7 separate regions of the Mus musculus genome follow, and all the other regions are linked to region 7. A link is a contact called in public HiChIP or PLAC-seq and promoter capture Hi-C data. All regions are on one chromosome and are shown on one strand. Each heading gives the region's core, a stretch centred on a gene start, on an enhancer-like site or on the middle of the called end of the contact. The rest is flanking DNA. Distances are from core to core; before and after follow the strand shown. Region 1 holds the start of Eif3a (eukaryotic translation initiation factor 3, subunit A). Region 2 holds the start of Atrnl1 (attractin like 1). Region 3 holds the start of Prdx3 (peroxiredoxin 3). Region 4 holds the start of Zfp950 (zinc finger protein 950). Region 5 holds the start of Dennd10 (DENN domain containing 10). Region 6 holds the start of Trub1 (TruB pseudouridine (psi) synthase family member 1). Region 7 holds the start of Pdzd8 (PDZ domain containing 8).

What was found. Promoter capture Hi-C pulls out the DNA fragments that hold promoters and counts their contacts. HiChIP or PLAC-seq counts read pairs in DNA pulled down with a chosen protein or histone mark. Capture Hi-C pulls out chosen DNA fragments and counts their contacts.
Region 1: a contact with region 7 is called in an H3K27ac HiChIP or PLAC-seq map of extraembryonic endoderm stem cells, with 15 times the contacts expected there. The contact joins the promoter of Eif3a here to the promoter of Pdzd8 in region 7. A contact is called at or near these places in 10 of 39 promoter capture datasets (the 3T3-L1 cell line, 3T3-L1-derived adipocytes, the C10 cell line and 7 more), 3 of 484 Hi-C or Micro-C datasets (CD4 T cells, erythroblasts and pre-B cells), 7 of 115 datasets of contacts at active chromatin or transcription factors (T-cell acute lymphoblastic leukemia, acute myeloid leukemia, embryonic stem cells and 4 more) and 1 of 9 other capture datasets (adipose tissue).
Region 2: a contact with region 7 is called in a promoter capture Hi-C map of pre-B cells, with 2.5 times the contacts expected there. The contact joins the promoter of Atrnl1 here to the promoter of Pdzd8 in region 7. A contact is called at or near these places in 1 of 39 promoter capture datasets (pre-B cells), 1 of 484 Hi-C or Micro-C datasets (embryonic stem cells) and 1 of 115 datasets of contacts at active chromatin or transcription factors (microglia).
Region 3: a contact with region 7 is called in a promoter capture Hi-C map of embryonic stem cells, with 5 times the contacts expected there. The contact joins the promoter of Prdx3 here to the promoter of Pdzd8 in region 7. A contact is called at or near these places in 5 of 39 promoter capture datasets (the 3T3-L1 cell line, cranial neural crest, embryonic stem cells and 2 more), 1 of 484 Hi-C or Micro-C datasets (CD8 T cells) and 3 of 115 datasets of contacts at active chromatin or transcription factors (embryonic stem cells and thymic regulatory T cells).
Region 4: a promoter capture Hi-C map of embryonic stem cells shows a contact between it and region 7, with 3 times the contacts expected there. The contact joins the promoter of Zfp950 here to the promoter of Pdzd8 in region 7. A contact is called at or near these places in 1 of 39 promoter capture datasets (embryonic stem cells) and 1 of 115 datasets of contacts at active chromatin or transcription factors (pro-B cells).
Region 5: a promoter capture Hi-C map of adipose tissue shows a contact between it and region 7, with 2.5 times the contacts expected there. The contact joins the promoter of Dennd10 here to the promoter of Pdzd8 in region 7. A contact is called at or near these places in 2 of 39 promoter capture datasets (erythroid cells and pre-B cells), 1 of 115 datasets of contacts at active chromatin or transcription factors (large pre-B cells) and 1 of 9 other capture datasets (adipose tissue).
Region 6: a contact with region 7 is called in a promoter capture Hi-C map of pre-B cells, with 2.0 times the contacts expected there. The contact joins the promoter of Trub1 here to the promoter of Pdzd8 in region 7. A contact is called at or near these places in 2 of 39 promoter capture datasets (liver and pre-B cells).

The regions. Positions count from the first base shown.
Region 1 is chr19:60,788,964-60,792,657 of GRCm38.p6, reverse strand. It overlaps Eif3a (eukaryotic translation initiation factor 3, subunit A), which reads left to right and starts at 1,965. Exons shown (of 22, transcript NM_010123.3): 1 at 1,965-2,189. The coding sequence starts at 2,141.
Region 2 is chr19:57,608,659-57,612,508 of GRCm38.p6, reverse strand. Atrnl1 (attractin like 1) reads right to left here and starts at 1,475. Exons shown (of 29, transcript NM_181415.4): 1 at 866-1,475. The coding sequence starts at 1,155.
Region 3 is chr19:60,872,762-60,876,711 of GRCm38.p6, reverse strand. Prdx3 (peroxiredoxin 3) reads left to right here and starts at 2,174. Exons shown (of 7, transcript NM_007452.2): 1 at 2,174-2,280; 2 at 3,449-3,584. The coding sequence starts at 2,245.
Region 4 is chr19:61,139,109-61,142,917 of GRCm38.p6, reverse strand. It overlaps Zfp950 (zinc finger protein 950), which reads left to right and starts at 2,078. Exons shown (of 3, transcript NM_001001737.2): 1 at 2,078-2,213. The coding sequence starts at 2,211.
Region 5 is chr19:60,810,197-60,813,963 of GRCm38.p6, reverse strand. It overlaps Dennd10 (DENN domain containing 10), which reads right to left and starts at 2,409. Exons shown (of 9, transcript NM_026437.4): 1 at 2,291-2,409. The coding sequence starts at 2,345.
Region 6 is chr19:57,450,657-57,454,434 of GRCm38.p6, reverse strand. Trub1 (TruB pseudouridine (psi) synthase family member 1) reads right to left here and starts at 1,529. Exons shown (of 8, transcript NM_028115.3): 1 at 1,239-1,529. The coding sequence starts at 1,488.
Region 7 is chr19:59,343,564-59,347,051 of GRCm38.p6, reverse strand. Pdzd8 (PDZ domain containing 8) reads left to right here and starts at 1,272. Exons shown (of 5, transcript NM_001033222.3): 1 at 1,272-2,333. The coding sequence starts at 1,465.

The DNA.
Region 1 (3,694 bases), core at 716-3,215, 1.4 Mb before region 7:
CATTTCACTTCTTTTAATTTTCTAGTGGTCAACTGACTGTGGGCCTACCAAATAGGTAATGTTAAACACACTTTACCTTCATGACTATTTTCCCTTATGAATGTTTATGTACAATGTGTGTGCCTGGTGCTTGTAGAGGTCAAAGGTGTAAGATATCCTAGAACTAGAGTTATGGATGGATGGTTATAAACCATCTTATGGATGCTTAGAATCAAACCTGGATTCTCTCTTCAGGAGCAAAAAGTGCTCTTAACTGCTAAGCCATTTCTTCAGCTTCTATTTTACTATTTTTTGTTATGATAATGGAGTCGAGAATGTGAGAAAGCCTTTTCTGATATTTAGGCCAAGTTTCTTTTTATTTTACTGCTTGAGTCTTTCTTTAGCCTATGAAGTAATTTTTATGTAATTAAAAACTGCATGAAAGAACTATTTGCTCTTTATGTTTGGCTTTTAAAATTTGACTTAACTATAATATACACAAAGAAACCCTTTGATCATGCCCATAAAACAGTTGGTAAAGCTTGTAAATACTGGATGCTCTTTTACACCAATCCTGTCCGGGTACTTGTTTTGGAAGGTGAAAGTTCATGATTTAGCATGGTCTAAGCATTCTGGAGGAAGAACTCTTGAAATGAACTTTAACATATTTTTTATTGTTTTTAGTGTGCCCTGTATCTTTGAGTGGGTATGTTCATGTGAATGCAAGTGTTGGGTAAGCCAGAGATGATAGATACTCCAAAACTAGAGTTATAGGTGGTTATGAGCAGTCTGATGTGGCTGAACTAGAGTGCTCTGCAAGATTAGTATCTCTTCAGACCTTTAAATAGCTTTAAAATATTTCTCATTAATTTGTTTTTCGAGAAAGGTTTTCCTCTGTGTAGCTTTGGTCTATAGAACTCCCTGTATAGACCAGGCTGGCCTGGAACTAACAGGGATCTGCCTGACTCTGCCTCCTGAGTGCTGGGATCAAAGGCCAAAGGCGTAGATTCTCACCACGCTCAGGTTTTATTTATTTTTTAAGGTTTCCTCATTCATTGACACAGTATCTCATTAACTCACATGTCCCATACTATTGTAAAATATGTAATAAACTTACAATAATTTATTCTTTTCTTCCTGAATTTTCTCTGAACCTTTGTGTGGTGCCAGGGATTATGGAGGCCCCTGTGTGTGCTAGAGGAGCGCTCAGCCACTGTACAGCCACAGCCCTGAACTCAAGTTAATTTCCTACCAAGAGCCTAATAATTCGACGCGGTTTAAATGGCTTTCAAGCTCTAAGCATAGTAATTAATCTGTGAACACTACATTTGTTAGGTAGCAATAAAAGACATGGCTTGCAATAAGCCATTTCTTCACCAACACATTTCTTATATTTGTTTGTGACGTGAGCTGTATGTAAAAATCGATGACACTCGCGTATTTTCAAATATACAAGCCAGGTTCCTGGGTCTTCTACTCCCCTTCTTTCGGGAATCCTTGGGACACTAACCCTAGGAGGATACCAAATAACTCTGTTTATTATTCGTTTGTTCCCTCCCCTTCCTTGTCAATCAAGTGACTGGTGACCTATTTTTCAGGGATGAACACCACTGGCCAGCGATACGGGGTCAGCACTTCCGTTCAGTATTTTCAACCTTTCCAGGAGAGGTCCCGGCAGAGGCGATGCGACCCTAACGCGGCCTGCTTCCGCGCACGTCATTTTGGCTATGACTGTGTAGACACTGCCTTTTCTCGTCGCAGATCAGACCGCAAATTTCCCTTTCCCACTCTGTGTCCGCGGGGGGCAGAGGTGGTCGGAGAAAACGGTCCCGAAGGTTCCCTCCCGCAACCAAAGAACACCACAGCTCGCGCTGCTCGGCACCCAGCGCCACGTCAGCCCGCGCTCGAGACGCCAGCGCGCCTGCGCGCGGAGAAAGGCGGAACATGCGCAAAGGCCTGCCTCCTACATCCGGGGCTCGGGCGGCGGCGCTGCCGCCGCGAGGGAATCACGTGGTTCCTTCCTTTCCGTCTCTGGCCGGCTGGGCGCGGGCATCTGCTGGCGAGGCGCGTGGAAGCTCGCGCTAGTTCCCCTCCGCCTTCTCTCCCGGTCCAGGCCACTAGGGAGTTCGCTGACGCCGGGTGAACTGAGCGTACCGTCAAGATGCCGGCCTATTTCCAGAGGCCGGAAAATGCCCTCAAGCGCGCCAACGGTGAGTAAGGCAGCGGGTCGCGCCGCGCAGGGCCGGCCCGAGGCCTGGGAGTTTCGAGGGCCTCCGCCTGCTGCCCGCAGCCCGGGCTGTGGAGGCCAGTGGTCACGGCCGCCGCCACCGGGCCGCGTCTGCGCACGGCCTCCCTACTCAAGCGGGCCGCGGCGGAAGGCGCGGATCAGGAACCGTCGCTCTGGTGTGTGTTGAGTGGCTGCCGCCCGAGGCTTGCGTCGCAGGGCCACGGCCCAGCGGGTCAGGACTCTCGGGTCTTGCGATTCTTCGCTACGATCGGCCTTCTGCTGGCTTTTCAAACCCGCGGGCTGCTTGGGAAGCCCCGCGCTCCCTGCCGCCATCTGGGAGTGCCGGGAGGAGGAAACATGGCTCCCTCCCGGGGACAATGCACGCGAGAACCTCCGCTCCACCTCCCGCCGGGGTCGGGAGCCGGCTAGTCTACCTTCACTCCACCTCTCGGGCACGTCTGGTTCCTGATCCCACGCGGAGGCCTTCTGGGTCAGGGTCTACTTCCCTCACTACTAGTTTGCACTTCAGGCCTCTGCTCCATTAACTTGTTTCCTGTGGTGTCCTCCCCCCCACCCCCCGAAATGATGAGGGTCATTTCGAAAGTATTTCGAATCCAGTAAAGTTAGTATTCTTTAGGGATTTAAAAATGATCTACCCAGACAAGCCCTAGAAAGAGTGATTTCCCCAAGGTCACTTGGGAGTGTCAGAAAACTAAGACCAAGGTCTCTTGATATCCAGATCAGCTTTTTGTTTTTTGTTTTTTTGTTTTTCCTCCACCGCAGAGCCACTGAGTGCTATTTCTATTTCCATACGTGTGCTTAATTAAGCCTAGTGCTTGCAGGAAAGACTTGCCCGGATCTCTGACATTGTGTCGTGGAAAACTCGTGTGCGCATATCTGATCTGACCTTTAAAAATTGCTTTTTATTTTTTAAAATAAAACCTGATAATTCAGTATTTGTGCCCTTTTCAACCCTTCCAGTCCAAACTGGAAAAATAAACCATGTATGTTGCAGGTTTTTGTTTGGCAAGCTTGTTAGAAGTGGAAGTTACATTTTGTGAAAAGGCCATTTGACTCAAAACTTATAATAAAAGAATACTGCTGATAATTTTCAGGAATGAAGATGTGTTGGTTACATACATTAATATTTTTTGTGGTTAGGAAGCAGTCTGGAGTAGAATAATAATGCACTGTGGGTCACCCAATACCTCTAGTACTAATCTATTATTGAAAATAGAACTAGCTAATTTAGGACTTTTAATGTTTTGAAACTTAGAATTGCATTGTGCTGTAGAAAATGGAATTGGATAGACTTACTAGGTATAGCTATTAATATATGTTTAAGTTGTAACATTTAGCAGCAGTTACCATAGTAGTCTAGTTAAAGCACTACAGTCTTTGGCCTACATACATACATAGTAACATGCTGACCTTATCTTTCTCCTGTTTGGAATCTTCATGTGAACTTGGTTAATATTACAATAAAGT
Region 2 (3,850 bases), core at 226-2,725, 1.7 Mb after region 7:
TTTCTCAGAGAAACCCACTTCTCCGCCTTCCCAACGGCCACCCCACTTCTTTTTATAGAGGCAGAAATCTAATAAGCATCAGCCAATAGGGAGAAGTGTCTCTTCCCCAGAGATGCAGGCTCCTTAGCACCTTGCTTTTCAGCAAAACCAAACTGCTGTCCCCCATACACCTGTCAAAAGTCACACAAAGCCATGACTGTCCTGATAAACCCAACACCTCTAAATGCATATTCTGGAGTGAAGCTGGCTGGACTGGAATCACGACTCAGCATTTTCTGCATAACCTTGATCGAGTTAACTTAAATTGCTGCCTGGATTTCTCTCTGTAGGTTCTGGATAGAAGGCGTAAAATTCCAGTAAGTTATAGACTTATGGGGAAATGGGTGAGAGGACCAACCTAGAAACTTATAACAAGGTACAGATCGTAGTTTGCCCATTGTAAACCCTATTTACCACACTCGACGATTACTAAACCGAGGCGTGCTCTCTGACTAGAGGAACAGCACAGGGAAGGAGCTGGGCCACAACTTTAAACCCTGACGCCTCTGACTTCTCACAATGTTCATGGATTTTTCATGAGTTATTTCCTCCGTTTCTGATGGAAACAGATACTGTCCTAATTGGCGGAGTTTGGCACGAATTGGAGTGAGAACATTCTTTCTGCGCAGAGGATGACAAGCCGCTGAGGACATGCGGAAAGCACCGAGTCAGCCCGGGCTGGGCGCCTGCTGGAGCTCCCCGGGGCACCCGGAGGCTGGAGGGGCGCAGCGTAGGGCCCCCTCCCGGGGACCCCGAGGCCAGAGCGGGGCGGGGAGCTACGCTGGCGGGGCAGGGCTGAGGCTTGGGGTCCCACGGTAGCACTTACTTGAACCTGCCCTGGCAGTGCTGGCACTGGTCCCCAACCCAGCCCGGGTCGCACAGGCAGGTGGAGTTGACACAGCGACCGGAGAAGCAGGAGCCAGTCCTCTCGCAGGGCTTGGACTGGGACACCTGAGCATAGAGCGCCAGGTAGAGGAAGCCATAGCACAGCAGCCAGCTGTTCCCGTCCAGCAGCAGCCAGGAGGAGGCGCCCCCACCGCCCGCCGGCCGAGCCCTCCACAGCACCGGGGAGGCCGGCTGCGGGGCACCCGAGCGGGCCCGGACCCCCGGCTCCATCTTCCTCGGCGTCCCGGCTCGGCGGGGCTGCGCTCGCGGGAGCGCACGGGGATGCCGCTGAGCGGGGATCCCGGCCGCAGAGGACCTCGCCGCCGCCGCTGCTGTTCCTCGGCTCCTCAACGGCGCCGACCCCCGTCCCGCTGACCGGTCCGGAGCGGCGGATCCCAGGCGCGGCGGCCTCCGGTCGGCTGCCTCCAGTCACACTCGGGCATCGCCGCCCGCTCCCCTGACCTTGTCCTCGGCGAGCCGAACCCTGCAGCCACGGTAGCTCCGGGAGCGGAGCGAAGAGCCGGCGGCGCCCCGCGCTCCGGAGGGGACCCGAGGGGGAGGGGACCGGGCGGGAAGGGGGAGGGGACCCGCACGGCCCCGCCTCGCCCGCGCCCCGCGCCGAATGCCGAGGCTCGCCCGGGAGGGCGGGGCCGCGCGGGAGCCCCCGAGATGGGCGCGTCCAACAGGAGCACGCGGGGAGGGGAGGGCGGCTGTCGGTACCCGGCGGTACTCCTGCTAGCCTGAGATACCGCAGCAGCCTGCTTCCCTCCGTCCTCCAGACACAGTTGCTGTGGCCGCGGTCGCAGCCCAAACTGCGGAGAGACGTCCCCGCAGCCTTGTGCGTACGCACTCTCGTGGCCACTCCCCCCCCCTCGGTCCGGGCGCGGTGGTCTCGCCCGGCCCCTGACGGGGACCTGGGACTCCCCCGCGCGCCCACCCGGCCGGCGGGCACCGCTGGGAGTGCGTCCCCAGGTGTGGCCCGCGCCGCGGAGCCCACGGAGGAGAAACCCACTCCGACCTCGGGGCCTCGGCAGGAAGGCAACCTTGTACTCCGCGGGCTGCAAAAGTGAGGCGCCCGCCCCAGCGCTCCCCGAGTCTCCTGCACGTTTCTTCTTCTTCTTCTTTTTTTTTTTTTTCTTAAAAACTCCCAACTACACACAAAGAGCTGAGCATGTGCAGCCAGCAAAGTCTTAAAGGCACCGCGGTCTGACCACGTTATGGGGTGCAGGGACAGGGCGGAGTGGGGTGAGGGGCTGCATGGGGCGCGAAGCTGCTCCCGTGGGGCGACCTCAGCCGCGGCGGCTCTTTATCGCCCAATCGGGGCTCCTCATGCCCAACAAAGAACTGCTCCGAGAGCCACCCCTCCCGACGCTGCCTCGGAACCTCACCAAATCTTCTTTTCTCTTGTCTATGTTTCCTCCTTCGTCTGGGACACTATTCTCTCTTGAAAAATGTTGCGACATCGGGGCTTTTTTTTTTCCTTCAGAAAAGCAGAAGTGATTTCCAGAAAGGGCCCTTTCCCGTTTTCAGCGGCATCTATTTCTTCCTTGAGATGACTTTCCAAGATTTAATTGCATAAGCTGAGATATGTCTTCTACTTTTCTCTATACGGGCCTGTTAGCTGAACCCTTGAGAGGAAGCTGTGCACAAATTGCAGGCAAGCACCCTCGAGAGTTGTTGGAGCTCCACCAAGGAGCAGGCGGTACGAACAAGATTGTGAAACTCACCAGACATTTCTGACAGCTGGAGCAGAAAAGTTTTGGTTGTAACCACAGTCATAATATTATTGTTAAGATTCACTCCGAGTTTATTTTGGGAATAATGTACCCACGTCATCTCTTTTAATCTCCATCATCCCAATTCACAGAGAAAATCCTCTATTAACCCCATTTCGCAGATGAGGGAATAGCATGAGAAAGGCTGAGGTGCGTGTTGGTAGCAGAAACGGATCAAGTCCTCTAACTTGTGTGCGTTTTCAATGTTTATCAGCCCACTTCTGTTTGCAGCTGCTTTGTTCTCCTTTGGTGAATAAAACATAAGTGCTGGCTGGCTTGGTTTGCAAATACCTCAGCAATGACTTAAGAGGAAAACAAAAGTCCTGGAAAAAAAAAAAAAAAAAAAAGGCTCCTTCCCAAAAGAAGAAAGGCAGCTGATTCTCACTTGTACAAAAAAAAAAAAAAAAAAATCCATTTCCGGGACACAATAGTGTGAGCCATGTCCTGTAGAGCCTGAAATTTGGCCTGCCCCATACTTTCCCACCTTTTCCACATTCTGGTGTTCTTCAGAAAGAGGGGGGCAGAGTTAAGAGGATCTTGTTAGAGGCCACTCCTTTTCACTGCAGTGACAAAAAGAAAAAGGAAAAGGAAATCCAAACCCTTTAGGATCCTCTGTTGGTGGACAATCTCCTTGGCTTTTCCTTTCTTCTTCTCTTCCTACCAGCTGAAGTTTAAAGTCAGCTACATCTTTCTCACGTCTAAGGTAGTGTCACTTTCAGACGTGTGGAAAGTGGTCAATTCTTAATCCCTCTCGTGAATAAAGGTAATTCAAAGGGTACACGGGAGTCTGTCTCTCTAACAAGAGAGTTCACAGCTCAGCCACACGCCGACTGGGGCGTGTATTTGAGTGAAGGGTTTGCCCATTAAAAACACACATCTGTTGCCATCTGACCACTGTAATCATTCACCGTACACTGAACGTGCAGCCCCAAAGGCCTCCTCTCAATAGTACCCTTCGAATACACTTGAATACATTAAATTCATATGAAAGGATTCACATAAGGATCACACCAAATCTCTGCTTCGCCTATATCCTCTTTCTCCTTCGAACTGTTTCTGTTGACGTTTTATGAGCAACTATGATGAAGTACAGGTACAGAAAGCAAAACTGAATAGAGGTAACGTCTACCTTTGTATTGGGCTCACAAATT
Region 3 (3,950 bases), core at 925-3,424, 1.5 Mb before region 7:
AGTAGTTGGGTTTTTTTTTTTTGGTTTTTGTTTTCATTTTTGTTTTTTGTCTTTTAATCTAAGCCCAGAGAAAACTCCTGGCCTGTCCTTGTCACATACCTTTTCCTTACTCTAGATACAGCAGTGAAACTTTTAAAACCCTCAATGTCCCCTGGCATGGTGGTTCTTTAATCCCAGCACCTGGGAGCAGAGTCAAGTAGATCTCTGTGAATTTGAACAAATAAACAAACAAACACCCTTGGTGTGATGGAAAATAGGAAGAATTAAATTGAGATCATTGTCTCATACAGTGGCAAGTAATTGATGCTGAGCCTGCTTTCAGCCACCACAAACACTAGCTGCTCAGCTGCATGGAGTTCTAGGTTCTGTACCTCTTGAAGATGTTTGTTTCTTAGAGATATAACCTACCATTATCTAATGTTCTATAATTCTCAGCTCCATTAATCACATGATGTTTTCACTACTCCAAAAGCAAATTCTACCTATATTTGTAATATGAGTAAGAGTACACTTGTAACCTCAGTACTAAGAAGAAGCAAGTAGGGGGCTGGTGAGATGGCTCAGTGGGTAAGAGCACCCGACTGCTCTTCCAAAGGTCAGGAGTTCAAATCCCAGCAACCACATGGTGGCTCACAACCATCCTTAACGAGATCTGACTCCCTCTTCTGGAGTGTCTGAGGACAGCTACAGTGTACTTACATATAACAAATAAATAATAATAAAATAAATCTTAAAAAAAAAAAAAAAGAAGAAGAAGCAAGTACAGGCAAGAAGGTGACCTGTGCTATCACACTTCAGAGTTTTGTTTTGTTTCAAGTGGATCTTAATCTGTAGCAAAGCCTGGCCTTGAACTCTTGGCTATCCTCCTGCCTCAGCCTCTCAAGTGCTGAAATTACAAGTATAAGCCATCAAGCTCAGCCTTCATCCTTTTTTATGTCTGAATTATATTCCATCACAGACTTGAACACCAAACACATACACTGGGTACCAGTTAAGTTCAAGGCAAGTGCTGTGAGGAACTTGTTGAGATGTCTCTTTAGGTATAAGGCTTTTTTTTTTTCTCCACAAGACAGGTACACTGTGTAGCAGCTAATGGTTCATGGACAGCTAGATTTATAATTTTTTTCTTTTATGAATATTTCTGATATAGTAGAGAGCAAAATAAATAAATAATAACATCAGATCTCAGTATGAGAAACTCAAAATGTTTTTAGGTTTCTTTCAATCATCTGACCTACAAATGAATGCCTCTGACCACCTTCTCTTTCTTTTCAACAAAACTCGGACTTTCAGCAAATAACTGTATCTAGCTGGAACTTTGCAGTATTTTGCACTAGTGTGTTTATTTTTAATTCCCTTCTATTTATACTGTTATAAGTAGAAGTTTAACTATTTCCTACTTAACATTTCTTTTCCCATAAGATTATTTGCACTTTAAAATGAGCTAGCATAAAGAAAATATTATTTAGATAATATGCAGATGTGAGAAACTATATTAGTAACAGAACAGTGCTTGGAAAATACCAGCTTAGACATGGCATTTAGTGTGGTTATCATGTGAATTTTATTCTGTGTTTGATGTGGTACTTCAAAACCGTGCCCTCCAATCATTACTTGGTATCTGCGTTAACAAATAAATTGATTTAAAATGTGTCCCAATTATCCCAATTTTGAGGAGAGGCCAAATGAACGCCCCCACACAATATCAAAGGTTTTCAAGCACACTAAACTCTGATGTCCCTAAGTCGCTTAGCTTATTAAAGAACTCAGATAACTAAGTTTGTTCCACTGAATGCAGAAGGCAGAAGATCCCACCTGAGATAGAAAGGGAACTGGATTCTTTCACAGACAGACACTTTCTACTACTCTAAATTAGCGAAACAAAATCAACAGGAAATGTCAATAAGTGTCTACTTCCTAAATTGAATTTGATCTTTATACGTCGGTACCATAAATAGGAATCCAAGCATTCAGGTATTCAGGAGGTCAAAGGGAAATTTCCCCCTGAGCTGGAAGGAGTGGTTCTACGGCTTCTCCCCTAAGTCACAACCACACACCCAGGTCCAGCCTCTTTGCATAAACCACACCCCTCCTCCACCCACTCCTCGTAAGCCCCGCCTCGCTGAGGCCCCGCCCTCATAGGGAAGCCCGGAGCAGAAGCCACGCCCCAGGCAGAAGCACACCCGGCGTGCTCCGGCTACTCCTCGGTATCTCCGCCTATCGTGCCTCTTGCGTGCTCTGAAGATGGCGGCAGCTGCGGGAAGGTTGCTCTGGTCCTCGGTGAGTGGCTGGCAGCTGGGCAGGCGCATGACACAACAGCGACTCTGGCCCGCACTTGTTTCCAGGACCGGATCGCGCACCCTTAGGTCTGCTGCCCACTAGCTCCTATGGGAGGGAGTTCTCAGCTCGGGGACCTCTAGGCCTCCTGCGGCTAGAAAGGCCCTAGCCCCTGCGCAGGACAGCCTTTACACTATCCCCGTGGGTGATGTGCTCTCCAACAAGTCCTTGTGCTTGATGGTCCCCTTGCTGTTTCTTCACTAAAGCACCCAGGCCTGACTTTTGAGGCCAGTATGCTGACTACTGTGTTCTAGGATCTGTCACCAAATATGACCTTGGCCAAGATACACGTGTGTGTGTGTGTGTGTGTGTGTGTGTGTGTGTGTGTGTGTGTGTGTGTGTGTGTGTGTGTGGTTTTTCGAGACGGGGTTTCTCAGTGTATCCCCTGGCTATCCTGAAACTCGCTCTGTAGTTCAGGCTAGTCTGGAATTCACAGAGATCCGACTGCCTCTGCCTCTGGAGTGCTGTCTGGCTTGACTTCACATTTCTGAACCTTAGTTTTTCCTACATCTCGACATGGCTGTGGGCTCATACTTAAGTCTGAGTATAAACAAAGTAACGGGAGTAAAAACAGTAACAGGAGCCTCTTTCTACTCCCACACTCAGGCTGGACTCTGCCTTGGTATCTGCTGTTCTCTAGTAGCAGCCTACTGTCTGTCCTCTTGCCAGCCATCCTCCTCTCCTTTCTCATCGCCGGGCTCAGCCCTTAATTTCCTGTCCCATGTTGGACATCAAAGTTGAGCAAACACTACTAACCTTGAGCTTGGGCCAAACACTCCCAGTGCATGAACTTCACCCTATTCCTTGACTGAGAGCCTGGAAGGGACTTTTTCTGAGAAAAACCTTGATGTGGCTACATGATGCAGCAGTTAGCTCCAGGTGGGGGAGGGTACAACTACTCAGCCTGGCCTAGCCTTCCTGAAATTTTGGAGATTTTTTATTCTTGAAGCTTTATTCTTATGATTTTCTTGTAGACTCAACCCATGCTCTTAATTTGATTTGGTATCTGTTTCGTTGGGAAAAGGGTCGTTAACAAAGGATGACAGCAGCAAGGCAGAATTCAGTCACCCTTTCGGAAAGCCTTCCTAATTGAAAGCATTTTTCTTTCCAGGTTGCTCGTCATGCAAGTGCTATTTCCCGGAGTATTTCTGCCTCAACAGTTCTTAGGCCTGTTGCTTCTAGAAGAACCTGTTTGACAGACATACTGTGGTCTGCCTCTGCCCAAGGAAAGTCAGCCTTTAGCACCAGTAAGTGTTACTGTGCTCTAGTCATATCCAGGTAAAAGGAAACCCTTATCAGCCACTCTGGACCCTGGCTATACTTGAGGCTTGTCCTTGGAGATTTTAAACATGGATATGAGAATAATGTAGAGATGGCTGGATCTAAAAGGAACTGTTAGGAACAGTGAGTCCTTGGCGGTGTCAAAATTTTAAAACTTACTTTTAAGAAAACAGAAAGAAAATGGAAGCCAGTGGTGGAGCCACATGCCTTTAATGTGAGCATTCAGGAGGCAGAGGCAGATCTCTGTGATTTAGAGGCCAGCCTGGCCTACAGATCAGAAAACCTTGTCTCGAAGAACCAAAAAGGAAGAAAAAAAAAGTTGCAGGCCAATC
Region 4 (3,809 bases), core at 829-3,328, 1.8 Mb before region 7:
ATTCTTAATTCTTTTGCTTACTTTACAGCCAAAACATGACTCAGTTGCAAATACTTACCTGATAATGACATACATTTTATCACTAGAATATATTTTATGCAGACAGGTACCATAAAATGCTGACATAAATCCATGAGCCTATGACTTTAATGAGGTACCCATTTCTTAGGGGACACTCACTGAAGCTCATCGGAATCTTTTCTTGGAATATGTTAACATTTCTAAACTAAAGCTCTTAGTTGTAATATTAAAAAGAATTTGAAAAGTATGGGTCTCTTTTTCCCTTGTCTTGAAGTCTGATGAATACAGACATCACTAGAACTTCGGTTCAAAAAATGTATTTACTACAACTTTCATGGAAGTAAAGGCATCTTTTCTTCTTTTAAACATGGCAGCATGAGACATGCACAAGAAGCTTGACAAACTGTGAATGAAATATTAGTTGTTATTAAATGGCTTCACAACTGTTTAAGTTTTGAAAGCAAGTGTTGATTTACCCTGTAATTATAGGATGGATTCATTAAGAAACATTATTGAGGGCTAGAGAAATGGGTCAGAGGTTAGGAGCACTGACTTCCCTTCCAGTGGTCCTGAGTTCAATTCCCAGAAACTACATGGTGGATTACAACCATCTGTAATGGGATCCAATGCCCTCTTCTGGTGTGTCTGAAGACAACTACAGTGTACTAAATGTGCATTAATAAATAAATAAATAAATAAATCTTAAATTTTTTTCTTTATAAAAAATTATCAAACCTATTCTCAAAGCTATTTTGTGTCTTATAATGGACTTAGTGCAGTTCTTTTTGTTCAGAAACACTGTACCCCTGAACTTTTTTTTTTTTTTAAACTGCACTAAAACTTTGCCATTGGTAAGCCACTGAGCTGATGTGCAGCAGGGCAGGGTAGAATATGATAGGGGTGAAAGGAATTTCCCCACTGCCCTCTGAAGGTTTGCTGGAATACAATGTCTAGGATAAATTAAATGGGAGAAAAGTGTGTGAATGCGTTATTGTCCTTAAGTACAGCCCAACGTGATTCAGAAAGTTTTTGGCCCCACTCTTTCTAGGAGAATTGAAGTACAGGAAATGTCAGAAAACAACATGCTGGGTTTTTCTCTTCTTCTTGTTGAGCTTTTTTATTTTGTTTTTATTATCAACCTTATACAAGTGGAGCTCATCTTCAAAGAGGACTTCTTTCCCACCCAAACCACCCCATGCAAAAGCAAGAGGTTTATTTTCCAGAGCATTGAGACGAGTTAATAAGAAGGCGACCCCAAATGGCCATTACAGTTTTTATACTTTTTAGGAGCACAGGTTACACCAGCAAGATTATACCTCAACCTTATTGGCTAAGCATATTGACCTTTAAACCTATTGGCTAGCAAGCATGACAGGTATTTGAACTCTACCTGGGACTTTCCCGAGGGTCAGGTAACTATCAGTCAGTTTTTTTCCACCTTCCCAAGGAGGAAGATGTGCTGGCTAACAATAGTGCTCCATAGTGTTTGTCATCTATTTCTTGCTTTTGTCCCCCAGCGTTGTCTCATACTTACCAGGTGAAAAATAGCTGCTGCAGTTTACCTAAACATCTTATTATCTTATTTCCTAAAATCTCTCTTTAATTGTTAATACCCTGGGCATCCTTCCACTTGAGGACCAGATTGAAAACTCTACTGCAAGTTGAGTAATGGGCTATGTAAAGGCTATTCCAGGAGGAAGAAGGAAGTGCCTCCGGAGTACTGAGGGGAGTTCAAGCAAGGGCTGAAGTGGCAAGGTAGTGAGTGCAGGATCTATTGCCACAAAGGGAGGAGCAGGTGGCTGAGCAGCGGAAACTGGAGTGGTGGTTCCTCCCGCGGGGCTGGGTGGGAAGACAGACAGGTAGGATATTGGAGGACAGGCACAAGTGCTACTGAAATGTACATCTCTGCACATCTGGAAAACCTTTTGCCCTGGACTGGAAGCCTGAACCGGGAACTTCTAAGTTGTGTACGTCAGCACGCTCTTACCCTAAGGGAGGTGCTCAAGTCACACAAGACTCACTGGCCAATCAGAGGCTTCAGATGGACCTGCCAGTCAGAAAAGGAGGAGGATTCATCCGGGTGTCGAGCAGCAAGTTCCGCTCTGAGACTGAGCAGTCTTGAAGGTTTCTGTGTGATGTACTCTGAACTCTGCTACTGGGTACTGTGAGGGACGCTCTGAAGTCGCGACATGGTGAGCACAGGGTCACTGCCCACAATGGGGAAGAGCAGGCTGCTGAGCCTCGGGAGCTGTTGTGGTGGGTCTTCCCTGGGGCTAGGTGGGAAGTGTCAGCCAGATGCGGCTACCTGTCAGGTCCCTTGTGGTCATAGTCATTCCCTGGATCCGGCGGTAGCCACTGAATAACTTCACTATGGGAGCTGTGACTGGGCAAAACTTTTAGAGTTGGGACTTGTGTGTAGAAACATCCTTGGCAGGATGCCAAACTCGGAGAGCCCTAGTTTCCCTTTTGTCTTCTACATTTAATATTTAGATGTAAGATCCATTTGGACTTAAGTTTGTGGAGGTTGTAAAAGGCATCTCATGCATTGGGTAGCAATCCAATATTAAGCTGAGATGTAGAAGAGTAGAATTGATGATGTAAAGGATCTACCAATGCTTAGGAGATAGTAGAATTTACTTCAGGGAGAACTGCTATAAACACTCCACAGATAAGTAGTGTGCTAACCAGACCTGTTAGAGATTAGGATACTAGGATACACATGTTTATTCACGAAGATTATCCAGAAATTTGGCTCTAGACCATAGCAAAGAAGACACCTCTTATTTACAACTAGCCACTAAGCCCATCCTCATATAAAAGAGCAGGCCTTTAGCAAACTGCTCAAGGAGGCATTACATGGTCACAACCAACATTAAAGCCTGGTGTGCCATAAAGACCCAGTTTTCTTCTTGAGAAAACCATAGTTCTGCCACACAGGCAAGACTACACCAGGTGACAACCATTTGAAAACAAAAAACATTGTTGTGTCAAGGGCTAGCTTAATCAAGCAAGGCTTTCCATGAGGCCCTCAGATATGGAGAAGGAAACCCAGGAACATGCTTTTCAGAGCCAGTAGCAGACTGAGGCCTGGACCTGGAGAGTTTTTCCTAAGGACCTGATGAATTGAGAATAAAATAGAGCTCCTCTAAAGCAAGGGATATGCTTGTGAGAACTGTTAGTGGTCTGGGGCTCTGGGAGGGGTTGCTTCACATCCTGAACCAACTCTTCCTACCACATGGGACTGTGGCTATCAGTCCTAAATCCACTGTCAGTAATGTTCTTGAGATACCCTGTGTCCTGCTTTGGACCGCTGTTTATTAGACACCTTCTGAGTTTGTCCCATTGTATGATAGTTGCTGCTGATTTCATAGAAGTCTACCATTTTTTTCCATTTCCCTTGTTAGTAGTATACAAGATGCTATTCTTAAGAAGCTTACTTAGCATAAGACATAGTTTGTGTGAGACCTCCCATACCTAGCTTTTATACTTTCTACCTTCTACTTTTCCTATCCTTTTCATCCTCAGGGATCTTCCACTTAGAACCTTGTTACTCAAGAATAATCTGCTGGTCGGTCAGTGGTGGTGCACACCTTTAATCCCAGCACTTGGGAGGCAGAGGCAGGCGAATTTCTGAGTGTGAGGCCAGCCTGGTCTACAGAGTGAGTTCCAGGACAGCCAGGGCTACACAGAGAAATCCTGGTATACTTAAATATTTATGTTAGTATCTTTGCTGTGTAAATCTCCCATTTAAGTGGCTAGACTTGCAGACTCCAGTCCATATTTAAATT
Region 5 (3,767 bases), core at 1,160-3,659, 1.5 Mb before region 7:
CTCTAGAAGTCCTGAGTTCAAATCCCAGCAACCACATGGTGGCTTACAACCATCTGTAATGGAATCTGATGCCCTCTTCTGGTGTGTCTGAAGAGGGCAACTGTGTACTTAATACATAATAAATCTTTTTTTTAAAGGGGGGGGGGGATGGAGAGGCCTAGGTTTATAGACAGAGCTACTTGAAGCCCTGAGTTAGATCCTTAATCTCCCCCTTCCCCAGCAATGAAGGAGATAGTGAAACCTTAAATTTCACATTTTTCTCATTGCTGGGGACTAAACCCAATGTATCTTAAATGCTAAGCAAGAGCTCTACCACTATGCCAAACTTTTTTTTTTTTTTTTTTTGGTTTTTTTTTCGAGACAGGGTTTCTCTGTATAGCCCTGACTGTCCTGGAACTCACTTTGTAGACCAGGCTGGCCTCGAACTCAGAAATCCGCCTGCCTCTGCCTCCCTAGTGCTGGGATTAAAGGCGTGCGCCACCACGCCCAGCCGCCAAACTTTTATAATAACAATAAAAGCCATCTAATCGTATGCTTTTCTCACCAAAATAAATACCTCAATTTAAAAAAAAAAAAAAGGAAATAACTTGAGGGGCTGGCTCAGTTCCCAAAGTAGTTGATAACTTATAGATTTATGTCACCATACCTCTGATAACCCCATTACTTAGAAACAAATTTTTTTTTTTTTGAGACAGGATTTCCCTGTGTAGCCCTGGCTTTCCTGGCACTTTCCTGCATAGACCAGACTGGCCTTAAAACTCAGAGATCCACTTGTTACCTCCCAAGTACTGAAGCTAAATGCAGGCCACCACCACATACCTTAGAAATAAATATCCTTTAAAGTGCATGTAAGAATAAAATCTAAGGAAAATAAAAACTAAAGAGCTGTAAATATGTTGCAGGGTTTTTTTGTTTTTGTTTGTTTGTTTTGTTGGGAACGAGTTTTTCTGTGCAGCCCTGGCTGTCGTGGAACTCTGTAGACCTGACTTTGAACCTGCCTGCCTCTGGCTCCTGGGCGCTAAAATTAAAGGTGTGCATCAACCCCTGGCCATTTGTAAGTCATTTTTATCTTCACAGTTTAATTCAGTCTTAATTCTGAAGTGCTGACAGGTCCAAGATGCCTGAGGTACATAGGTTTTGTTTTCAAGCAATTTAAAAATCACATTAGATGCCGGGCGGTGGTGGCGCACGCCTTTAATCCCAGCAACTTGGGAGGCAGAGGCAGGAGGATTTCTGAGTTCGAGGCCAGCCTGGTCTACAAAGTGAGTTCCAGGACAGCCAGGGCTATACAGAGAAACCCTGTCTCGAAAAACCAAAAAAAGAAAAAAAAAAAGAAAAAGAAAAAAAGAAAAAAGAAGAAGAAATGAATACAAGAGGACTAGAGATAGCTCTGCGGTTAAGAGCACTAGCTGTTCTTTAAGAGGATTGGGTTCTATTTCCGGCACCTATATGAGCTCCAGGTCCAGAGGATCTGATGATCTCTTCTGACCTCCACTGGGAAACAAGGTGCACAAACATACAGTCAGGCAAACATTCACACCAAAAAAATTTAAATTTTACACAAAAAGAAAAAGCGAGTACAAGATAAAGACACTTCTTTGAGCTCCTGAAAAATAATAACAGCAGATCTTTGGTAAGCCTATGCAACACGATTGCACTCTGCCAGGAACAGTAGTGTCCTACTTGTATTAATTAGAACCTCAGGAGAGAGACTATTCAAAGGAATTCATAAAGGTTCATTCATTCGTGCCGCGCGTTGCTATCACCTACCACCTGCTTGGGCTGCCAACGGTCACGCACAGTTGGGACTATAAAAGATACCTATGAATTTCCTCCATATGAATTCCTATTAAGTAGCTGGGGTCCCATATGTGACCAAGAAGGAACTCCAGAGCCATCAGGATCAACTGACACGAAGTTCTCTACCGTGGGAGTAGGGGCTCGGGATGACCCTGCACGGGTTTCAACATCGGTTCTGCCAGTTCCTGGCATGTCCTGCCAATGGCACTCGGGGCTCCCTGGGTGTCACCCATACTCCCGGGGAGCCGCAAACAAACGCAGCCGGGCCCTAGCTCTCCAACCCATAGTCCCAAAGCAGGCGGTCAACGGGAGTATCGAGCCCCGCCCGCCCGCCCGCCCGCCCGCCCGCAGGCCCCACGTCAGCCCCGGCGGGAGGAGGCCGAAGTCCTCGGCCCAAGTCTAGCCTCTCCCTGGCGAAGCAGCCCGGGGGATCCCAGAACCCAGGCGGAGCTGCGGCATGGCCTGGCAGACAGAGAGCCTGCGTCCTCACCGATCAGCCCGACTCCGAGCATCAGCTGGGTGTCCATTGCCACAACCGCAGCCATCTTCCGCCGCTACCCTGGGCTCCGCACTGCAGGTCCCACCCCTCCTCTTGGCCACGCCCATAACAAGTCCCGTCCCTTCCGGCAGGGTGCAGCAGGCACTACAGGTGCCGCCCCAGGCTTCCCTCTCCTGGCCAAACTTCCTTCTTGCAGCCTTTCTACGCTTAGGTCCTTGTTCGTTTGTCTAGTACCTTAAAGATCTCCAGTGAAGTGTCCGTTCACTGATTACAAAGACAAATAATTGGAGACCTAATATGTGTTGCTGCTCTGGAGGGAAAGGGTCCCCTATAGAAATGTTAGTTTCCCCAATCCAAGTGTAACAGCACCGCTCTGGCAGGCGATGATGTCCCCAGCTTGATCTGCTCTGAGAGGTATCCTGGCAATCCTTTGGAGCCTCCAATCCTGGGAGCCAAAAAGCACAAAGTCACATCACACAACAAACCTCACGCAAGAGATTTAATTAGGGGGAGGAGGTGAATCCAGGAGGGGCAGCAGCCTCTATACAGCAGGAAACTGAGCAAAAGACAGGGTTTATACAGGGTTTTTTGGGAGACTGGGCTTTCCAGGGTGGATATTGGTAGGATTTCAAATCTTGAGTTTAGGACTAGCTCGGGGATTGGTGGGAATCCATTCCTTGGCCCTGTTCTTAGGCTAGGGGTCAAGTCAGGGTCAGCATTCTTTCCCAGACTCAACTTCCTAAAGTCATGACCTTGAAAGTCAGGATTTCAATACATTAGTTTAGAGGGTGTGGAGGTCAAGCATGTAACAGTTAAAATACAGAATTCATTTATAATAAGGATGCTCTAGGATGTTGCAGGACATTTGATCACACTGTGATCTCCAAGATTGTATTATTTACTAGAAAAAACAACAACAACAACAACAACAACCAAAACCTGTTTCTATTTGTGGTGTAGCTCAGCCCTTAACACACACATTTAATCTCTCTGGCTGGAATTCAGAAACACCCTTAGTAAACACTTTAAACCCAAACAAGGAAGGTTAGTTTGTAGAAGGAAGCTCCCATGTTTAAAAGTGATGTCTAGTTGAGTGGTAGACAAAGTGAAATCAAAGATTTGACAGAACAGGATATTCCCAACTCTCACAAGAAGAGAGAGGAAAAGGAAGCTACTTTAGGGGCAGTGGAGAGAGAAAGGAAGGGAGAATTTTTACTGGGACAGTTGTACAGAGATGTGTTGCAGAGAGAGAACAAGCTAGACACAGGTGAAAACAGACTGAGCCAAAAAATGAGAAGGAGCCAGAAGATTAGAACATACTGCCAAAGTTAGTATTAGGCCAAACAGAGCAATTCAGGAGAAGCCAGAATCTGTCAGCTTGTAGAGGAGTTTGAACTAGCTAGCCAGAATTCAGAAAGAACTAGAAAAGGTGAGCTTATTCAGCAGTAAGCCTCAGAGGCTGAAAACA
Region 6 (3,778 bases), core at 280-2,779, 1.9 Mb after region 7:
CTATCTCAAAACAAACAAACAAAACTAGATTAAGTCTTCCAGGTGACACTGAGCACTGTGAGAGGTTTCTCTGTACCTGTAACAAGACAAGCTAAGCTGAAGCTCTGGAGAATCTGGAACTGCAGAGATCACAAGACTGTAAGCCGACTTAAGGGAAGAGGCGGCCACTGTTCATCCTATGTCCCTATAGGATTCCACAGATGCAGCTTAACATGAGAATCCAGTAAAAGAAAGGCTCCGTGGGGACTGTTCACAGGGTAAAGTGCTCGCCAAGCAATAGTGAGGACCAGAGCTTGGATCTCCAGCACCCCTATAAACACGAGGGTGACACTGAATGCTACCCTGATTCCTAGCCAGTTGTCCCTAAAACAAGCTGAGTAGGCAGACTTGCCTAATTGGCAGGATCTAGGTTCAAGTGAGGTACTCTGGCTCAATACACAAGATGGAAAGCCATGTCTGAAGATGGCCAACATCACCTCTCACCTACAAACACACACTCACACTGCATACACATTCACACGCAAAACAAAACTAAAGGGTTTTGGCTTTTTAATGCTCCTGTTATAAATGATCAAGAGGAAGAATGGTTAGAAAAATGGCCATCTTCTATTTTAATGTTCCTCAAAAAATACTACATTAAAAAAAGAAGAAGAAAGAAAGCACAATCTGAAGCAATAGAGCACAATTTCCAAAATAATCCCAGATCTTCAGACTTTCAGGGTCTGCAAGTGTGGGGATCAGGAACCTGCATTTGTATAGAAGACGAATCACCGTGCCCACTAAAAGGTGAAAGTGGTGTCCTTTCTAAATCCTAGCTAACTCAGCCTATGTGCTTTTCAAATAAACTTTTAAGTTTGCAACTTAGGGGTAGAGAGCCTGCATTTCCTCTGGTGGTACTCATTCGCAAGAGTTAAACAAAAACCCTGGGAGGGATCAAACTACAGAAAACTGGGCTGCAGCCACCAGGGTGAAAACCTGTATATGCAGACTGGTCCCCCAACTCTACACGTACTTCCCGTGAGAAGCTCAAAGGGCCACTGTTGAAAGAGTGTGCACTTGGGTAAGTCCAAGCCTAAGATGCCCTGGGTTTTCGTCCAGAGTTAATTCGGTGGTCACTCTTTCTATCTTGAGCCACAGACGCACAAAGTAAGTCAGTAAGTAAAAGAAGAAAGACTAGAGATAAAAATCCCAGTGTGGTGGAGAACTCCTCAGCCTGGTCCCTACCCGGGCGGCAGTACCTGCCAGCAGCTTCTCCTTCAGCCGGTTCAGCAGCTCGGCTGAAGTGGGCCCTTTGGGCTTGTGCACGGCGAACACGCCGCTCAGCGACATGAGCTTAGCAGCCAGGGCGGCCTTGGAGGCCGGGGCTTGCGATTCAGTCCTGGCCGCTTCCGCCACCGATGCTGCTACAGAGGCCTCGGCTGTTCCTGAAGTGTCAGGAGCTGTGTCCACAATCAGAGGTGAAACCACCTCTGCCTCTGCAGCTGCCATGCTTTCACGGCCTGGGCCAAGAGGCGAGCAGAGATGACACCGATGTGTTGCAAGGCCTTCTGGGAATTGTAGTCCATAGGCTCGGTATAGGCCAATGGCTTGCTCTGGCATCTCGGAGTTCTGCTGGAACCTTTAATATCTCTGTTACCAAATGCTCTTAGTCGTGAAGAGGTACATTGGAGTTGCCGCTGTAAACTATCCAACGCAAACACCTAATTTGTGTATTTGAGGTAGAGTCACTTCCTTTCTGTACCGCCCCCCCATAACCTGCATGTGTGTGTGTGTGTGTGTGTGTGTGTATGAATTTTGAATTTTTGACTGCAGTTTTTGACAGTTCTAAAAAAAATGTTAATGTTCTTTTGGAGTTTCTATTCCTTTATAGGAATCAAAAACTATATATGGTTGATCCATTCGTGGTGGTGCATGAAGGGCTCTCTAACAGGCATGGCAAACATGGCACCAACAGGCTTTACTCTTCTTCCCCTTTTCCTTCTCCCCTGCTAAACTGTAGGTTACATTCCTAAAGCTAGCCCCAAGGTCCATTCAGTTATTTGGCCACTGTCTCATTCCTGAGACAAAACATCAAGGACCAACAATCAAAATTCATTGTTTGACTAATGTGTCCGATCAGGATTTACCAACTCACTCTAGCATAAATTCCCCCTAGCCCCCTACAGTGAATGCCTTTAATCCCAGCATTTAGAAGTCAGAGGCAGGTGGATTTCTGTGAGTTCCGGGCCACCCAGGGTAACATACTGAGACCTTATCTCAACAAACAAACAAGTAAAACCCAAAACAACAAAAACGCCTATGGTTTAAATTAATATTTAAACTCTTTGCAGACCTCGCATTAGGCTGTCCCTCTAAGAGAGGAAAAAAAAATCCTTTTACTTCTTCCCCAAATGCATTAAATGGAAGTGTGGTTATTATGGGATAGCCACTTTGTCTTCTTTGTTTCCCCACATTGCCTTACAGCCATTCTTTCTCATAGTGCTCTGCCAGGCTAACATTCTTCCCTAATGATGCCTCATTGCCTAATGATCCCAGTCAGGGGATGCCAGTTACACGTCTACCATTCACGCAACAAATGTATGTCAGAGGAATCATTACAGATAGAGTATTCTGGGCATTAGAAAAATCAAGCTCTAATTTCCTAAAGTAGCCAACATCTTACACATTGGACAAGCCTTTAACTCACAGGTCATTTTATTTAATATTATATTTCAGACTGACTAAGACAGTCTGCCATCTCTCCTTCCCTCTCCCCCACCCCCACCATATCTCTTTTCTGCTACCCTCTAATCTATGTTCTCTGTTCTCTAACTGTGTGGTGATTTGGATAGGAATGGTCCCCACAGCCTCATAGATTTGAATGCTTTTTCATTAAGGGAGTGGTGCTACTTGACAAAGATTAGGAGCTATGGCCTTGTTGGACTAAGTGTGTCACTGGGGTGGGTTTGGAGGGGTTTCAAATGCTCAAGCCAGTCTCCTAGTCTTTCTCCCTCCTCTCCCTCTTCCCCTCCCCCTCTCCTCCTCTTCCCCTCTTCCTCTTCCTCTCCCCCTCTCCCTCCCTCTCCCTCTCTCCCCTCCTCCTCTTCCCCTCTCCCTCATCTCTCTCCTCTCCTCTCCTCTCCTCTCCTCTCCTCTCCTCTCCTCTCCCTTTCCCTCACTCTCCCTCTCCCCCTCCCCCTCTTCTCCTCTTCTCCTCTTCTCCTCTCCTCTCCTCTCCTCTCCTCTCCTCTCCCTTTCCCTCACTCTCCCCCTCACTCTCTCCCTCACTCTCTCCCTCACTTCCTCCCTCCCTCCCGCCTGCTAATCTGGATGTAGACTCTCAGCTCTTTCTCCAGCACCATATCTGCCTGCATGCAGCTATACTTCCCACCATGATGATAATGGACTAAACCTCTGAACTGTAAACTAGCCCCAATGAAATGTTTTCTTTACAAGAGTTGCTGTGGTCATGGTATCTCTTCAGAGCAACAAAGCACTGATTAAGACAGTCTGCTTCTAATAAAGCATTTCACATTGTTGGCTTAAACTTTCTATTTTGACCCAGTCTCCAAAACCCTCTGGATGAAGTGACCCACTTGTAGAACATAGCACCTCCTTTCCCTCTCTCTTGACAACACTTTCCTATCTCCATGGAAGCTCATGTTCCTGCTTAATTTTTTTCCATGGCACCGCCTCAACTGACATATTACATACTTTACTAATTTTGTTAATGTCTGACCTCCTTTGTTACAATATAAGCTTCATGAGTACAAGAATCCTTTGTTAATTTCAGCCTCCA
Region 7 (3,488 bases), core at 23-2,522:
CAGAGGAAACACCGTTGCCAGGGAACACAAAGGCTTCTGGCTCTATTGGTACCCTCTGCAAAATCTTCCACTTTTCCCAGTCTCTGCATCTCCAACTCTCCTTTATGGAGCAACTGGGACCTGATCCCTGATCGGCTTTTTAAATTTTTATTATTTTTTATTTTCAAAACCAAAAAGCTAAGCTGAGCGGTGGCGGCATACGCCTTTAATCTCAGCACTTGGGAGGCAGAGGCAGGTGGATTTCTGAGTTCGAGGCCAGCATGGTCTACACAGTGAATTCCAGGACAGCCAGGGCTACACAGAGAAACCCTGTCTCGAAAAACAAACAAACAAACAACCCCCCCCCCCAAAAAAAACCTCCAGCATCCTCCGTGTTATTATGCCAAGTAGAAACCAAGGACTTAGGATCCCACGATGTGACCCCTAAGCAATTTCTTTACTATGCCACGGGTACCACGGGTTATTCTGTGAAATTGGTAGGCACTAAAAGTAATGGCCTGAGGGATGGACTCCGGATAATGCCCTCAGAGAGGAAAGAAGGGAGGAGGGGGGCGTGAACAATCTGAATGGAGTCGCTAAGACACCTTCCAATATGCTGGCAAATTCACTCAGCTCACCCACTCCTCCCAGACCTCAAATAAACTTCTTTCTCACTTAAATTGAAATCCCCAAGGTAGGAAAGTTAGTCCCCTTCTCGCGGTTCCGCTTGGTCCCTTCTCGGGGCCCATTCTCTGCGGATGCAGGTCTGCCGGTCTGTGCGGGCTAGCGATGGCAATCCCTGATGCAGTCTGTCCTCTGGCCGGCTCGGGCAGTGTCCCAACCGCCTGTGCTCAGGCTCTCTGCGGCGCTGCCCTGCAGGGGAGGCAGCAACACACTGAGGGATGCTGGGCGGTCGCCACAGAGGTATCCGGCAGGACCCACGGCCGCCGCGGGGGATGGGCGCGGAATAACGGACGGCCGCGCCGGGCCCCGTCAGCCCGACTTATCCAGGTCTCCTTCCGTTATCTCGCGCCCTCCGGAGACGACGGACGCACGGATCGCCGCGCCGCCGGCGGCAGGAATGCAGGGGCGTGGGGGGAGCGGCGCTGGAAGCGCGCCGAGAGGTGGGAAAGGACCCGCGTCCAAGCGCGCCGGGGCGCCCGGCGCCGGGGGCGCGCACGCTCTGACGTCACGCGCCGCTCGCCCAATGAGCGCAGGCTCTGTGGGGAGGCGCCGTTCCCGCCCTCGCCCGCCGCCGGTCCGCCGCTCGGGCCGCCCCCGGGGGAGCGTCTGAGGAGGCGCGGGGCCGCGGCGGGCTAAGGCGCCGCCAGGCAGCGTCGGACTGCGGACGCTCGGTTCGGGCCCAGGGAGCCGCTCATCCGCGACCGATGTCCTCAAGATGGAGGCGGCGGGGGCGACGGCGTGAGGAGGAGGGCGGCGCGGAGAGCGCGGGAGCAGGCCGAGGGTTGCGGCGGGGGCGGCGGGATGGGGCTGCTGCTCCTGATCCTGGCGTCGGCCGTGCTGGGCTCGTTCCTCACGCTGCTCGCACAGTTCCTGCTACTCTACCGCAGACAGCCCGAGCCGCGGGCGGACGAAGCGGCCCGCGCGGGCGACGGCTTCCGCTACCTTAAGCCGGTGCCGGGCCTGCCCCTCAGGGAGTACCTTTATGGCGGCGGCGCCGAGGAGCTCGCTGCTTGCTCCTCCGAGGCCGGCGCCAGCTCGACCCCGACCCCCGACAGCCCGGCCCCGCCGACGCTGGAGACCTGCTACTTCCTCAACGCCACCATCCTGTTCCTGTTCCGGGAGCTGCGGGACACCGCGCTCGCCCGCCGCTGGGTCACCAAGAAGATCAAGGTGGAGTTCGAGGAGCTGCTGCAGACCAAGACGGCCGGCCGCCTGCTGGAGGGGCTGAGTCTGCGCGACGTGTTCCTGGGCGACACGGTGCCCTTCATCAAGACCATCCGGCTGGTGCGGCCCGTGGTGGCCTCGGGCACCGGCGAGCCCGACGACCCCGACGGGGACGCGCTGCCCGCCACCTGCCCGGAGGAGCTGGCCTTTGAAGCGGAGGTGGAGTACAACGGCGGTTTCCACCTGGCCATCGACGTGGACCTGGTGTTTGGCAAGTCCGCCTACCTGTTCGTGAAGCTGTCTCGCGTGGTGGGGAGGCTGCGCTTCGTCCTCACCCGCGTGCCCTTCACCCACTGGTTCTTCTCCTTCGTGGAGGACCCGCTGATTGACTTCGAGGTGCGCTCCCAGTTCGAGGGGCGGCCCATGCCCCAGCTCACCTCCATCATCGTCAACCAGCTCAAGAAGATCATCAAGCGCAAGCACACCCTGCCCAGTTACAAGATCAGGTGAGAGGAGGGTCAGGGGAGCCGAGGCTACCCGGGGGAGGTTAGCCAGGGAAGGGCCAAGGCAGATTCCCAGCACGACCCTGGCCTGCAGTTTGCTTCCACCTGGACTGAGGCCCCCAAGCAAAGAAAGGCGGGTAGTGGGCACTTCCCGTGCTGCCAAGGCAGCACAGGGAGCTGGAGGCCTGAGCGCCTTGTCCCTGGCCAGTCAGTGAGTGCCTCTCCTGGGTCTGTTGAGACACACTTGTGTGTGGTTGTTGCAACCGGAAGGCAGCGGCTGTGTCTGCCTTTGCAGCATCTCCTGCACCACGTGGAAAAGTTGTTCCTGGGCACATTGCAGACCTGAAGGGCGTGCTCACATCCCGGGTGTTTCTGTGTGGCACGGGCCTTGGCAGCTCTCCGGGCAGAGGCACGGGTTGTTGTAGAGGGATGTGATTTGGAGGAGTTGAGTCCGGTGCCAGGTGGTCTTCTCTGTGAATTTGGGGTAACTGTCATCTGCCCTTGGGAAGTAGGCTCCTCACCACAAACAGACCCAGACTTCTCAGGTGTCTACTCCCGGTGGCTGTTCCTTAACCCAATACTCCAAGTCACCTTGTGGGTAATATTTTAAAGACAGTGATTTGAAGTTTTTTAAAGTTCCTCTGTATCTGGCTTTATGTGATGCACTTCTGATTAGTTAATGCATGAGTTTTCTTTTGATGAATTGGAAGTGGAAGGGGAAATGAGTATTTGGAGGATTAGAGGTTTCATAGGTGGGACTTGGAAGGCTTGGTGCAGTAGAAAGGCTCCTGTTTCTTTTAAAACGACCAAATCTTCAACTTCTCTTTCTATCCTCCTTTAACTTTGTGTTCAGTACATAGAACATTTTAGGTTTTGTTGTTTAATCTGAAATATGAGTCTAGTATTGCCTTACATTACTACTGCTCTTTAGTGGAGATTGAAGACCCCAAAGTCTGTGGCACAATATAATGCAGGAGTAGTGTAGATTTGGGATGGATTTTTGCTTTGTGGAGCTTGTACTTCACTAGTTATGTTTTATTGAGAATAAACAACAGTTTAAACTTTGGGTGGTGAGAGAACTGTTGTGTGGAGCACATATTTCCATGGATTTGTAGGGGATGGTGAACTGGTCATATGCTATGCAGGATTTCTGGTTCT